Regions from separate parts of the Mus musculus genome. Here region 1 is linked to region 2. A link is a contact called in public HiCAR-type data. All regions are on one chromosome and are shown on one strand. Each heading gives the region's core, a stretch centred on a gene start, on an enhancer-like site or on the middle of the called end of the contact. The rest is flanking DNA. Distances are from core to core; before and after follow the strand shown. Region 1 overlaps Ank (progressive ankylosis). Region 2 holds the start of Otulin (OTU deubiquitinase with linear linkage specificity).

Region 1 (7,736 bases), core at 3,471-5,970, 54 kb before region 2:
ACTGGCGAACACAAGCAACACGGTCACCTCAGCCCACATCAAGAAGTTCACCTTTGTCTGCATGGCGCTGTCGCTGACGGTAAGCAGAGAGTGGGGATGGGGAAGAGCCCCTGCTCTCTCTGTCTCGGGGTGAGTGGGTGTGCTCACAAAGAGGGAGAGTGTGGTCTTACAGGAAAGAATCCTGTATCCCACAGTGTGATACCTGGCTGTCTTAATTCATGACTGTCGTTCAAGACCATGGACTCTAGGAATGGAAGTATTTACATTGCTTATCAGGCCCACAGACATGATCAACGGGGACAGCTTAAATTTGAATAATATTTGTTTGTATAAATATCCCCTTCTTGGACCCCTTTCTGTTTTATTGACTGAGTCAGGGTCTCTCATTTATCCTGGGTCCTGATGATTCAGCTACTGTAGCTAACCAGCCTGCCCTATGGGATCGCTCCATCTCCCAAGTGCTGGGACTCCAGACCTTCTGTCAGACCATGCCACCCGGCAGGCATTGCATGTCTCTAGGACTTGAACCTAGAGCACTGCACATGCTAGGCAAACTTTCTCTGGGAGCTGTACCTCCAGCTGGTGCTATTCTCTTGCTATAGAATCTCCAATTCATCTTTAAAACTTCAAGTCAGCTCTGCCGATGCCATTGCCCCCATCCATAATTGAATTAGTATATTTTCTCTAGAAATGGCTTTCCTAATTACATTGTACTGATACAGCTGACTTACTTGGCCATATTATGAGGGCCTCTCCTGAGCCCCATCAAGTCTGTATAAGTACAGAGGACACAGCTGTGTCTGAGAGTGGACAACAGGGAGCTGTTGGTGTCTGGATATACATGCTCTTCCTCTTCTTCCTCCTCTCCCTCTCCTTCTTCCTCCCCCCCTCCTGCTCTTCCTCCTCCTCTTCTTAGCAGAGTCTAACTATGTAGCACAAACCGGCCTGGAACTCACTGTGTAGACCAGGCTAACCTAGACTTCACAGAGATTTGCCTGCCTCTGCCTCCCAGGAGTCTGGATGTACATTCTTAAGGAAACAACACATCCTAGCTTTACCAAGCCCCCACGTGGAAAGACAATTTTCAGAAAGCGTGAGGGAAGGTGTACATGCTGTAGAAGTCAAAGGACATACTGTACAATCTAAGACTGACAGTCTAACCGCTTACTACTGGCGAAAGGCAAGGAACAACAAGCCAACTCACACAGCAGCTGTGCCGTGAGATTGTTAAGGGATCAAGGAATCTTTTGAACTTAGCTCAGTTTTCCTTTGTTGCTTTGGCTATACTACTCCTGAAGTCCTGTACAACTTAACATCCATTTATACTGTATACTGTATACTGTACACTGACTGCCTGAATGCGTTCTGCAGTCATCGTGAACAGCCCACACAGAGGACCAAGGGCTGAGGCATCTTCCTGGGAACAGGTAGACAGTGACTGCCCCGTTCACCATAGCCCTCAGAACTGTTCCGCTTGACTGTCCTTGAGAAGCAGGCCCTGAGTGTGCTTCAAACCTCCAGGGGCCACTCACAACCTATAGCTTACAGTCTGGTCCAACATCTGAATCGTGTTTGACAACACAAGACATATAATCACAGAAAGCCTTTGGAACCACTTAGTCACAACATCAGACCCTGAAGCCCCATCACCACCAACACTACCTGTCAGCCACCTGTCCCTGTGAAGTGGGGTGACACACACTGAACCCAAGTCTCCTAGCTTGGAAGAAAGTTCTGACTACATCTGTAGTTGGAGTTGACCAGTGACCCCAGGTGACCTGTTCTCCTGTTGGCCATTTTTTTCTTTCTTCCTATGGTGTGCCAGTTTTTCCATAGTTCCCTAAAATGTTAGCAAAACATTGAACAACTTTGAAACTACTCAAAAGGGTATTTTTAGGAAAAAAACCAGAGAAGTTTCTGTTCCAGGAACAGACCTCAGCTTTTGGAGACTGTTAAATGACTTGGAGTCAAAAGATGACTTGAAGCCAGATTTTGGGACTGAGCCTAATCTGCTCAGAGCCAACAGTTCGGGGCTCGAAGGCTCAACCTACCTTCTCTTATGTGGACATACCTTCTCATAGCTGGGCTTGAGTGATGGAGGACACCCCACGCCCCTGAGAGGAGAAGAGCCTTCCTCACTATGATTCATGGCCAATAATTTGAACCTCTGTAAACTTGATCTTTAGCAAGTTTAAAATAATGACAGGATCTGGAGAAATACTTATAACTCTCTCCCAGGCAGATGTTGATTTCTTATGTTTAATCCCAGATCTCTCGGTGTGAGACCACCTTAGACATAAGGATGCAGAAGCCCTTATTGGAAGGAGATTTGGAGATGAGGATTTAAAAGATTTTAATTTTCAGAAAAAGAAACAAGTTAGAATAAGTGACTCTACCCAAGCACAGAGTTTTTTTTACATTATAAGTGACAGTATTTGAATTTGTGGCTCGGTTCAGTCTGTTGATCCAACATCTTGGCTGGAGGAGTTGACGCTAAATTTTCTATGTAAAAATTTATGTAGAAAATGTAAAATTAGGTTGTTCTAAACCGAACCTTTAACTGTCAGGGTGTGTGTGTGTGTGCCTTGTAATATCACATGACACATTAATTCTTCCACATCTACTGGTCGTCTGACTCTCTTGCCATTCACAAGCAAATCTACATAACCTAGAGCTACATTACCCATCCATGATAACCTACGAATCAGCCAATCAGCTGCCACCTCTCACTATGGGGCCTGCTCTGTGTGAGGAAGTGAATTCAGGAGGAGAGTGAGGCAGGGAAACAGCGTTTGCTGCTGTAACATGTTAGCATCCTGCTGTTCATGCTTCCGATCATGCCTCATAGGAGAACAGTCTAGTCTGCAGACCACCTGATCAGTGAGATAAAAGAAAGGTTTGGAATCTTTGGTGGGTCTCAAAGGCCCAGTCCAAAAGAGTAGATTGCCAGATAATTAATCCCCTAAGAACAAGGAGGGAATAGACTGGGATTAGCAACTTGACTGGATCCCCACAAGCTGCTATCTAAAGAAAAGAGGACAAAAATTCACAAGAACTGTATCAAGGGGATGTTTGCTTGTGAGGATGCTGTACAGTAGCCATACAGGAGGGGTTAAAGTGCAAACTAGTGGTCCAGATACGGAGCCAAACACAAAGAATAGGTAGCCATGTGTGTAGTTGCCACTTTGTCAGAACCCACAGTTGCTTTCACATTTGTGACTATTAAGTCCTGTGACAACTAGTGAGTCCTAGAAGGCTGTTCATCTCGATAGACTATGTTGTGAGCATGAGGAGAGGATAGTCTCGAGCAGGCAATGAGGGAGACTTCTCTTGCTGGGGAAGGAACTGGCTAACCTGGGCTGAAAATCCTTACTGATATATGCCCACAAAGCTCTCCCACACGCATGCCCGCGAAACTGTCCCACACACATGCCCATGAAGCTCTCCCACATGCATACCTGCAAAGCTTTTACCACATGCATGCCCACGAAGCTCTCCCTCACGCATGCCCACAATGCTTGTCATACTTCCTGATGGGCTCTAGATTTGGGGCTGAAGTAAAAAAAAAAATCACTCACCAGAGTGGCACATGTCTTCCCAGTCATACTGCCGGGGCACAGGTGTCACAGAAACAGATGTCAGAGCACCTGTTTCCACAACCTAGGCCAGCTCCATAAAAGCCAGTAGATATGGCTGCTAAATTTACAGAATTCTTCTCATTAATTCAAATCTCGTTTGGGGATCCCTTCTCCTTTGAACTCTTCCTGACTCAACAAATCGTGGGTGAACAGAGGATCTCTAACAGCTTCGGCTGCTAACAGTAGACTGGCCTCCATCTGACCTCACAAATGGCCCTTTAAGAGCACTGGGCATTTCTCTTTTTAGATTCTCCACTGCTTTAGTTTTGGGGAGCTGGTGCCAAGAACAGGGCCCCTCTTCTCCAGGAGAAGTGGAAAAGAATCTATGCAAAGCAGGGACTTGGCTGACTTGGGGGCCTTCTCTGGCCCCTTTGTACACAGTGGAGAGAGGCAACGATCCAAATGGATCTTGGCAGGTGGAGCTGGCAAGGCACTTCTGGGCAGTGGACAACCTACGCAGCCATCCCAACACCCCCTGAATGCCAGACCCCATGAAAGTCAGACACTTAGAAAGCAAGGATCATGGGGAGGAGACAGTGGAGAGGGTAAGATGGTGAGAGGGAGGAACGGTCGATTTGTCAGAGACGGGAGGTTGCCACGGGAAGACGGACAGAATGACAGAGGTATAGGTGTGCATAAAACAGCAGGGTGAGGAGCCCCCAAACCAGAAAGCTCTCCCCCACTCCCTGGGATGCTGTGAGCCTTTCCAGTACAGGTTGTGAACGTCAGATGAATTTCTGCAGATGTATAGTTTAGAAACCAGTAAATTAGACATAATGTTTTTTGGCTAAGGTTGGGTTTTGGTGAGCTGACCCATGTTAAGAATGCAAGTGTGGAATGCAAAGGCACTTGGGTCATGCCAAGTTTGGAGGACTGCCAGGCCTCCACACTGTATCCCATTGTTCACATGAGAACCAAGCCCTCAGCTTCAACTAGTCAGAGCTGCTTGGGGAAGAAGGCAGGTGTGAGCTGAGTATGTCACTGCCACCTACGACAGAGGAAGAAGCAGACCCGTTGGAATGCCATAGTAGATACAAGGGCATCTGAGCTCAGGACCTGTTGGAATTTAGGGTCTGGTTCTTCAAAGAGAAGTTATTGATCTCACCCACATGAAAGCCATGCACAGGCGCTCACAGTGGTCTGAAGGACAGGCAGGGACACCTCTCTGGGGCTAACTGCCTAGCGGGTCCAGCCAAATGGGCCAGCTCTGGGTTCAGAGAGGACAAAGCCAAGGTGAAGAGTGATGAGAGACAGTGTCTGTTAACCAGTGGCTCCCGTGTCTGCACATACACTCCTGGCTGCACACACATGCGCACACACGTGTACACAAAACGAAGTTAAAATCGATGTCACTCTGACCTGCCGGAGCCGTGGTGAAGACGAGGGCCTGAAGCAGGAACTGGTATCAGTTAGGTTACTTGCCTGAGCTGTAGTTTATCTGTTAACTCTCTCAGTTAATAAAAAGGAGGGAGACCATGAACATGCCTGGGATTTTCTCCTCTATTTGTCATGGGTTGACGACGTGCATCTGTTCATATGCTGCAATGTTGACCCCCGTCCCAGAAGGCAACCTTATTTGGAAATGGGGTTCAGGTTCTATGGGCAAGCTTGGCCCCAAATCCAGTGTGGCTGGTGTTCTTATAAAAGGGAACATGTGGATGCAGACTCAGAAGCCTTTGGGGCTATCATGAGTTCTCCTGCTGTAGAGGCCTGGCCTCACCCATCCTAATTGTATCCTTACACCTGGGCCACTGTCCCTTCCTATTGCTCTAAAACATCCAGATGTAAATCTTTGGTCACTGTAACCCTGGCAATTTAATCTACTGATGTTCCTCCAAGAAAGCAATCTTTTTGTGGTCACCTGAGGCCACAAGGTTGACTCATCAGACTTCCACTCTCCAGCTTCCATCTCTTTAGTTACATATGACATCTTTGGCACTTAGTTAGGAAGTACTCAGACTGCAGGCAGCTCTGCACCTTCCTCTACAGGGGCTGCACTCAGCCTGCAGGAGGCACTCGGCCTGCCCTTGGGAGCTTCATTGTGTCATGGCTGATGGTTTGTGTAAATCTGAGAGCAACAGTCCCCAAGATTAGATTTAGGTAACTGCTTAGTTTTTATTCTTTTAGTATACTTCCACTGGGTCCTTGCAAAATCCTGCCTCCTGTCTTGAAACTTACAAAATGTATTAGAATATGTCCAATTGCTAATAACATGGCCCATAAATTTGGTACGTTTTAATGAAAAGAGACTTATTTTGGCTCAGAATTCTGTGGTCAAGGTCCTCAAATAGCAGGAGACAGGAGGTATGTTTATGCTTGGGTTTGGTCTTTCCCCAACCAGGGTCCACTCTAACCAATAACTTCCTTGAAGCCCCACCTGAAACACTGTTCAAATTATACATCCACCCACTTAAAGTCTCCCAGTGGAGGTTATGTTTCAGCACATCACCCACCACGGCATGGCACTGCCTACCAAGACTGCACAGGTATCCTCAACTTAATACTGAAGACCAGAATAATCCTAGAGAAAAGTAGCTAGACCAGGAACCCTTTGGCTTGTCCGAGAGTGAGGAAGCGGAAAGATAATTAATATACTTCCAGGAAGCATGTTTGAAGATGTTCTGTGGCTACGAGGAAAAAAAAATATGTTATTAGAACAATTTAAATACAAACCCCAAACCCATCCCGGGAAGCAGATAAGAGAACAGTATTAGGAAGAAGGGACTGGGACCAACCCCACTGAAACCCCGAGAACTGTCAGAGAGACCACAGGATGCTGTGCCTGGCCGCTGCTCTGGTAAGAGCTTTGCCCCTCCCCTTGGAAGCCTGAAACAGATTGATTTCCTTGCTCAGAGCAGGTGAGGACCCAGCGAAACTGAAAGTCAGTATCTGTCTGTCTGTCTGTCTCTCTCTCATATTAACTTGTTGGGCATGGTGGTGCAGAAATGACAGATCTCCTCGTGAGCCTGAAGCCAGCCTGTCTACATAGAAACCAGGAAATGCAGGGCTGGGGATATGGTTACTTGGTGAGCGGCTTCCCTAGCGACACAGAGCCACACCCCTGCACTACACAAACTGGGAGTGGTGACCTATGCCTATAATCCTAGCATGGCGGAGGTAGAAACAGATCGGATCAGAAACTCAGCTCATCCTCGGCTGCTTAGGTTAAAGCCAGCTCAATAAAGACCCTGGGCATCTGGTCCAAAGGCTAAGATGCCACGGGGAACCTTTGCTGCGGTGAGAGATCTCTTGGTCAGGGACAATGTGAAGTACTCAGCACCGTCTTGGGTCAGCAGACGGGGTGTCTGGCTTGAACAGCCAGGGCCTCAGCATGACCCCGTGCAGCTGCCCTTAGAACCCAGGCTGGAGAGGGAGGTGCCCTGGGCTTTGTTCCATGGGTGCTGTTCTCAGAGCTCTGGATCAGATGGGCCACTTTTTCAGACTCAAGTAAGAGGTCTGAACAGCACCACCAAATCGTTCTTAGGGATTGTGTCGTCTCTTCTGAGCCCCCAGAGAATGACAGTATTGGGAAACAGCCTATGTGGCAAATGACAAGAAAACCTGCTTGCCAGTCCCTGAGAGCTGCCAGAGGCCTGCCCTTCTGTGTGGAGAGGGATCTTAACTGACAGCTGTGGAGTGCATTGGCCCTCAGCTAGAACCTGAAGCATTCTGGATCCACCCAGATAGTCTTGCTTCACAGGCCTTCATTTAATCACACCTGTTACCAGAGAAAGTATATTTACTAGTTGAGGGGATTAAGGGGTGTGTATTATCTCTGGGTGGTCCTTATACCTCTAACTACAGGCACTAACAGGTACTTTAGAGAAAAAATAAAGTACAGTAGCCCTCCTTAGCCGCAGATTCTCCTTCTGTGGTTTCAGTTACCTGTGGTCAACCACAGAGCAAAAGCACGATATGGAAAGTTCCAGAAAGTTTATAAGTACAGTTCTGAATAGCAGAGTGAAATCCCGTGCCATCTTGTTTATTCCTGCCCAGTACATGAATCTACCCTTTGTCCAGTGTTACCACCCTGCATGCACTACAGGCGTGTTAGTCACTGTCGGGGTTAATCTTGTCAGCTTCGGTGGCTTGAGAAAC
Region 2 (7,514 bases), core at 2,204-4,703:
AGTTACGGGTGGTAACTGTAAGTGCTGAGTGAGAGCCTAAACCAGGTCCTACACAAGGGCGGCAAGGACTCTTAACCACTAGCCATTTTTCCAGCCCTCTCTGCAGTATTGGTAAGGTGGAGTCAACCAATGTGACACCACACATCTTCCTACCCAGACCCAGAAACGTAAAGACCACTAGGCCTAGCCTTTGTCTAGTCTGGTGACTGCAGAGAGGATAAACAACAGAACACATACAGGAAAGTACCAGCACCTAGGCCAAAATTCCACCCACTTCTGCAAGTGGACTTTCCATGTCAGCTCATCCTGCTCCATGTGACTTCCAGAAGCGCATAAGGACAACACAGCTGCCTGCAACAAGGAGGTCTGGAAACATCCTGGGTGACTCCTCAAGCGGGGTCTTCCTTGCGTGAGGAAAGGAGAGGGAGTCCACTACATCCCCACAGCTACACGCCTTCTTACCCCACTCTGGAAGCTAGGCTGGGCAAGGACAGAAAACAGCATAAACGAGGGTTGACAATCCCTGCAAACAGCCTAACACATAGAGGAGTGTGCTCGCAGACCCTTGAAGAATACCTTAGCTTAGAAACACAAGTTTGCACTCAATTTCATCGGGCTTCCCAGACGACTGGTATGCCTCCATACAAGAGCATACCCAGCATCAATCTCAGAGTAAACCCCAGTCCCATCCTCAAGTAGACTGAGAAGGCGCACGGGGTAGTCTGTGACTTCCCTAACCACTTCCGGTTTGGTCACGCCCTTGAGGAGGATAGCGTGGTATGACTGTCTAAGGGTTCCCCACATGAAAGGATGAAGGGAAGGGAAGATGGAGCAAAGGAGGCCTGTGATGTGAGCAGCCGGGGAACCTGCACAAGGTCAGTTACTCTGGTCTAATGTCAGGCCTCTTCAAATGGGACTCCCAGCTTTACAGTGACCATCCCTTGGGGCTTGTGCAGGAGGCAGTGTATACATGTGGTTTGGGTGTCCCTCTTCCCCAGTCCTTTCCCCTGTGAAATGCGGTGAGCTTATTAAAAAGAAATCAGAACAGCTGAGCTACTAGAGCCAAACCCCAAGTTCATAATTCACCTGTAGGCTGCCTAGGACTTACACTCATAACCAATCTCCCTCAAATGTAGTAAAAATAACGCTATAGCATATCTCAAATCATATCCAATCTCACCATGGTCCCTATTTTAAGGTAAAAATATTTTCAATAACTCTGAGTGGAGAGGTCTGACCCCTGAGCCTAACACAGATTTAAACGCACATTCTTAACAGCATTAAATTTATAGCCAAACTATTAAGCGGCTTATATCACATACGCACATATTACACTGTCAACTATTTACTGTTTCTCTGATACGGGACCCTAGAAAAGCCCCACAGAGAGAAAGAGCCCAATCCACTACTCATGTAAGGCTGAGTCAGAAAGGCAAAATGGTCTAGCAGTGTGGTGTATTAACCAGTAATACTTGTGAGTTACACTATACACTAGCCTCATTTCCACACCTGAAGAGTCAAGAGAAAATGGGTCAATTAAAGCCAACACAGGCAGTAAGGAAAAAAAGAAACAGCTAATAACATTCAAATTACAAACATAGGCGTGGTTATAAGCCATGCCTCTCTGTCCAGTGTTGCTGAGGAGGTCAAGAAGAAGGGGGTAAGGGGTAGGGAGTTGGGGGGGGGGGGGGAGGTGTCAAGAACCATGGTCTTAAAATCTCCTACCTGTTTCTCCCTGCCTAACAACACAATCCGCACCTGTTTCCTCAAGAGTGAGATGACAAACCCAGGTTTCAGCTTTAAGACTAACAGCAGTGTGAAGACTCCTTCCCTTTGAGGTCCGTTCCCCAAGGTGTTCGTGAGAACCACCACACCAGAAAACCTTCCAAACAACTGTGTGTACGTTGGAGAATGTGGTTCTGGCCTCAAAGGCTCAGGTATCTTTCAAGGCATGTGAAACTGCTAGGGTAAGACTGAGGTGCAGGGCTTAAAAGGCTGGGCATCCAGGAAAGGAATGGACTAGGAAAGCAGGCTGAAAGGCAGAGCCGTCAGGAAGCAGAGGAAGAGCAGAGGAAAGAGACATCTCTAACCTAGACAGTTTCAACCTGGCAACCACAGACTAGACCAACTCAAACATGGCCCTGTAATATAAAGGAGCTCAATAGAAAGAAAAATAAGTGTCCCTACTTAAGAATCAGGACATTTCATTTAAAAAAACCAGGCTATCTAGATTCATTGACTACAGCAACTATGGCTGAAGCTTAGATAATGCTGACCCAAATAAAGAGCTAAAAGCTCCCCAAGTCCCAAAGCTAACAGACAATGTCACTAACGCTAATTGGCAGCCTAGCTCTTAGAGAAGGTTAAGGCTTCCCACTCTATACCTTTCCTGTTACCACTAGCTCATTACAGGAATAATTACCATCACACTCGGGCGCTCAATAAACGAAAGCGGTCAAAGCCCACCGCAAAGCACCTCACAACTGAGCTGCTATTATATCCCGTCTTCCTTAACAAGGCTTCAAAAGACCCCTTCTTAGGAAATTGAAAGAGCTCTAAAGGTCCATCTAGACACACCTTATGCTTTAACTTTTGGATCATAAGAAAACTGACTGTCGGAGCTTTTGATTTTCTAAGTCCAAAGACATCTAGAACTGTGCCACGAACTCAGTAGACACCTCCAAACCCTGCACAGTGAAATCGCTTCTAACTTACTGTTTTTCTTCACAGTCAATAAGGAACTGCTCTAAAACTGTGTGCCTGTGTGTGTGTGTGTGTGTGTGTGTGTGTGTAAAAGCAAAGAGTGGTAGGAATACCTAGCCAGGGTCTGACGGGGTAAAACGGAGAGGGCCAGCCTGTGGCCAAAGTCTGTCCAACAGGTGGGAAACTCTTCAAGTGGTGACATCGCAGGACAATTCTGTGGCTGTTACTGGGGCGAACTCACTTCCTCCGAGCTAGGTTAGGGGAAAAGAGCTACAGGGAGTCAGTGGATCATTAAAGGGGCCTCTCTGGATTTCTTTCCCAAATTCCTAGCGCTTTCCCTAACTTCAGGATTGGACAGTTGTCAAAGCGGGAGTGTGGCGGCCTGGGTGACCGAGCTGTGACAGGGTCCACACTCCCGACTCTCTACTGCTCGGTCTGGGTAGCCGACCTGAAACCGAGGGAACCCACGCAGCCCCGCGCCCGCGCCCGCTCCCACGCCCGCCCCGCTCACTCACTGCTCGGCCGGGCATCGCGTCGCGGCCCGGGGCTGCGCGCCGGCCGTCACCTTCCCGCCGTCCCGCGCCGCGGCCCCGGCCTCGCGCGCCGGCGTCTCGGCGCAGCTTGCACCGGGCCACGCTCCGGGCTGGGGCATGGTTCCCCGACTCATCCGCGGCCACGCCGGGCCCTGCCGTCCCGCCGTCCGGAGCCGTGGCTGCGCTGCCCCGCACCCCGCGAGGTCCGCAGAGCGCTTCCGTAAGCGTCACTGTGGCCCGCCCCGCGACCTTTGACCTGCAGCAAGGGGGCGTGGCGAGAGGCTAGGGGACCTGGAACGGGCGGGGCTGGGAATGGAGGGAGGACGCCTGCGCAGAGCGGATTTGAGCCGCGGAGCCTGGAGCGGCCCGCGCCGTGTGCCCACTGCGCATGTCCGGGCTCAGTAGGTGGTGTTGGGGGATGTTGGAGGCTGGGCAGGACACGCGGCTGGGCGGTGTGGAGTTGAGAGAGTTAGGATGCCGGGTAGTACTTACCTCGGTACAGAACTTCATCCTTGGTCCCCTAAAAGTTCTGCTGGCACCGTTCCTCAGTGCCAGCGCGGCCTCTGGAGCCCACGTGGCCTTGACCTCGGCTGTGGGGTCGTAGTTGAGCAAGCACAACATTCTGTGCCATCTTGAATTAGATTGCTTCATGTGATCGATTTAAGAGTAAGAGTAAAGGGCTGACATTAACAGATTTCCAAGGTATGACCGTGGAGGCGCAGAAGCCGGGGAGAGTGGGTGAGTTAGTAGGCATGGCTCCAGCCTTGAGGCAGAACCCGAGTATGGAGCAATAGCGAGGCAGGGACATTTCGGAAGCCTGCAGATAGGTTCAGGGGCAGAACCGAAAAGTAAGATTGGAAGTCAGATCATAAAAAGCCAAGTTTAGATTGATAAGCTTGAGCTTCGTCTTTTCCGTGTTCTCTCTATAAGGCCATTTATGAAAGATCATTTTTGCCTGCAGTTAAATATTAAAGCATAGGACTAAACTGATGTTCAGAGGTGAGGGGAGCACACTAGTGTTAAACATCCCCAAGGCTGATTGGGTGATTAAAACGTCCTTGATTATGGAGAGCTAGAATATTACCGATTAGGAGTAAGCTGCACAGTCTTGGGCGATCTTCAGTTCTCCTTAATAGCCATTTATTGCCAACCTCATTATAGCTTTTAGGTAAATCATTGGGATCTACAGACTTACGGCCAGAATAACATCAGATCACATAACAAACATTTAACAAACATTTCTACCATCTACCTGATGCGTTTTAGAAAGACCTTTGACTTAATGTTTGATTTGTTCTGTTACTATTTAAAAAAACAAACAAACAAACAAAAAAGCAAGGAAGCCATTAGGCTGGAGCATATGGAGACTATTTGGAATAAGTCAAATCTGTGTTCCTGGACCATTGTGCCTCATATTTCCTTGGCTCCAGACTAAACTATCTTACTTTCTTTCAGGGGAGGGCTATGTTCTTTGTAAAGAACCTGTAAAGATAAACTCGGGGAGGTGGGAACATAAGAGGATAAACTATAGAAAGAACATTTGTGCTGGGTGAGATGGTGCACGCCTTTAATCCCACCACTTGGGAGGCAGAGGCAGGCGAATTTCTGAGTTCGAGGCCAGCATGGTCTACAAAGTGAGTTTCAGGACAGCCAGGGCTACACAGAGAAACCCTGCCTCAAAAAAACAAAACAAAACAAAACAAAACAAAAACAAAAACAAGAGAAAGAAAGAAAGAAAGAAAGAAAGAAAGAAAGAAAGAAAGAACGTTTGTCTTGAGACAAATAACTCTGAGGTGTTCTTTTCCTTTTTTTTTTTTTTCTTTAAAAAGTAAGAAACACACCTGCTGAAAATTCAAAGCATAAAATGGTAAGCAAACTGGTTGAGGAACTTAAGGAGGAAGGATTGTAGTAGGTCATCACCCAGTTCACGTCCATCTGGAACATCCCAATCTGACTTCGGGGGGCCGGGGGATGGGGGAAGAATCTCTGTCTATGAGATTAGTAAGGTGATGTCATGTTGGATTGGGGTGTCCTGTAAAGCTATTGATTGGTGTTTTGAGAGGAGAGACTGACCACACAGACAGATAAACAGCAGAGGGAATAAAGCCATGTGGGGAAGAAGACAGAGATTGAAGGAACGCAGCTAAAACCTAAGGAATGATGGAACTTACCAGAAGCTAAGATAAAGCAAACAAAGGCTATCCAAAGACTCTTTGGCTAAAGCTTAACCCTGCCAGCAATCTCACAGCACACTTTCAGCTTCCAAAACTTTAACTTTCTGTTGTTTGCCCTCTGATTTGTTGTTTTTTGTTACAATAGTCTGAGGAAATTAATACAAGGCTCAAGATGAAGATATCTAAAATTTTACCACACTAAATATGTTTGCAACGAGTCTAACAGGTAAAGAGCCTGAATTCAAAATAAGAATTCAGAAATAAGCTTTATTGCCCAGATGGAACTACGTTAGCTCTTGGGCTCTGAGTTGTAATTTAGCCCTTAGCAGTTTCCACATTCACATTTCACACCCACAGAATCTCATATGTATCCATCACATTTGGTGATAATAGGCAGGAAGGAGTGAAATGGGAAGAAAGTGAAGGATGTCTTTAAATTCAGCACTCCATAACTTCAGGGGGCTAAAATCCTAGAAAACCAACAGGCACCCAAGTCAAGGAGTTTCCAGAAAACTCGAAGAATGAATTTAAGGGTGGAGATTAGAAAGGAGTGAGGGGTGTGTGTGTGTGTGTGTGTGTGTGTGTGTGTGTGTGTGTGTGTAGCAGGAGAATCCTAAGAAAGGTTGTGACCAAGGCCTTTCTTAGTAAGGCTTTACTAGGGTGAAGCATGAGAAGGTCAGCTGATCAGGGCAGTTGGCCTACCCATGGCTTGTTTGTGTGCTTCTCCATCTGGTGGGTGGCCTGGAGCTTTGGACACACCTTCAGGACAAATAGTCTCCCTCCCAGGATCTTACTCCTTGGGTGGTTATGCCTCTTAGTTGTATTCACCATTGTTGGGGGGTGGGGTGGGGGTGGGGGAGGGGCAGGGAAAGAAAAGAAACAAACTTGGAGGGAGAGGCTTATTTTGGACCAAAATTCTTGGGTTACAGCCCATCATTGCAGGGTGGTCTAGGCAGCAGGAACCTGAAGCACGTAGTCTCTTCCACAGTTAAGAGTAGAGAAAGAATAAATGTGGACTTATCTTGGGAGGCAGAGGCAGGTGGACTTCTGAGTTCGAGGCCAGCCTGGTCTACAGAGTGAGTTCCAGGACAGCCAGAGCTATACAAAGAAACCCTGTCTCAAAAAACAAAACAAAACAAAACAAAACAAAACAAAAAAAAAATACCCAAATGTGGACTTACCTGTGCTCAGGTTACTATATCATGATTCATATAATCCAGATTCCAAAGTTAAGCAGTGGTGTTGCCCACATTTAGGGTTCTCTTTCCCCACAACTTAGCATAATTAAGACTATTTTCCCGTACTTCCTTATAGACCAGCCTGATCTAGACAGCTCCCCACTGAGACTCTCTTACCAGGTGATACTAGATCATATCGACTTGACAAAGTGAACTACCATATTATATACAAGGAGAAAAAAAGGATTAAGAAACCAGAACGTGAGCCAAGACACATGAATGGTTTGGGGCATGTCTGGCCTCCAGCCAGGACAGAACTCCTGTTAACAGTGCCAGCTTCAGACCAAAAGTGAACTGCTTACCAAGGTCAGGAAACTGAGTTGTCCTTTTCCAGGACCCCTCCCTATACTGCCTGACCAGATTCCTTCCCCTGCCCTTGCTGGTAGCAGCCACTCTGGATCTATTGGTAATGCTTCAATGTCATAGGTATGGAGTAGTATCTCCCAAATTCAGTGAAGTTTTAGGGGGAAGGGAGCCCAAATGTGGATGTCAGGATGTAACGTCTAAGATGAAAGAGAAGTAGTTACATCTGGTCCTTCCTACAGAAAGTAGGGCAGGCTTTGTGCCCAGTGGGAGAAGAGAGGACTCTTCAGCAGGTCCAGGCTAGTAAGCAAGTCCCTGTGCCACCTGAGTCATATGATCTAGCAAATCCAGTTGTGCCTGACATGGTACAGGCAGATTTAGATTCTGTTTGGTCTTTGGCAGGCACATAGAAGTGAATCACAATACAGACTCGGCCTTTGGAATAAAGCCCCTGCATTCTCTGTGGGAAAGTACTCTGGTCTTAGTTCAGTGCTGAATGTTGGCCAGCATTGAACAGTCGGACATAGATACCACTCACATTGCCAGTAAATAGTGTTGAAATG

What was found. HiCAR-type assays count read pairs that join an accessible place to other places.
Region 1: a contact with region 2 is called in a HiCAR-type map of astrocytes, with 3 times the contacts expected there. The contact joins the enhancer-like site here to the promoter of Otulin in region 2. A contact is called at or near these places in 8 of 39 promoter capture datasets (the 3T3-L1 cell line, 3T3-L1-derived adipocytes, hippocampal neurons and 4 more), 11 of 484 Hi-C or Micro-C datasets (B cells, bone marrow-derived macrophages, centroblasts and 5 more), 6 of 115 datasets of contacts at active chromatin or transcription factors (CD8 T cells, astrocytes, bone marrow-derived macrophages and 2 more) and 2 of 9 other capture datasets (adipose tissue and liver).

What each region holds. Positions count from the first base shown.
Region 1 is chr15:27,571,576-27,579,311 of GRCm38.p6, forward strand. Ank (progressive ankylosis) reads left to right here. Exons shown (of 12, transcript NM_020332.4): 8 at 1-79. Among named protein-coding and RNA genes, the nearest start is that of Mir7117, 4.0 kb to the left of the region's middle. Within about 2 kb of position 4,721, at least 47 of the 459 cell types and tissues checked have an H3K27ac peak or open chromatin away from gene starts, as enhancers often do. A contact at or near this core is called in astrocytes, where this site is marked.
Region 2 is chr15:27,627,240-27,634,753 of GRCm38.p6, forward strand. It overlaps Otulin (OTU deubiquitinase with linear linkage specificity), which reads right to left and starts at 3,454. Exons shown (of 7, transcript NM_001013792.2): 1 at 3,219-3,454. The coding sequence starts at 3,370.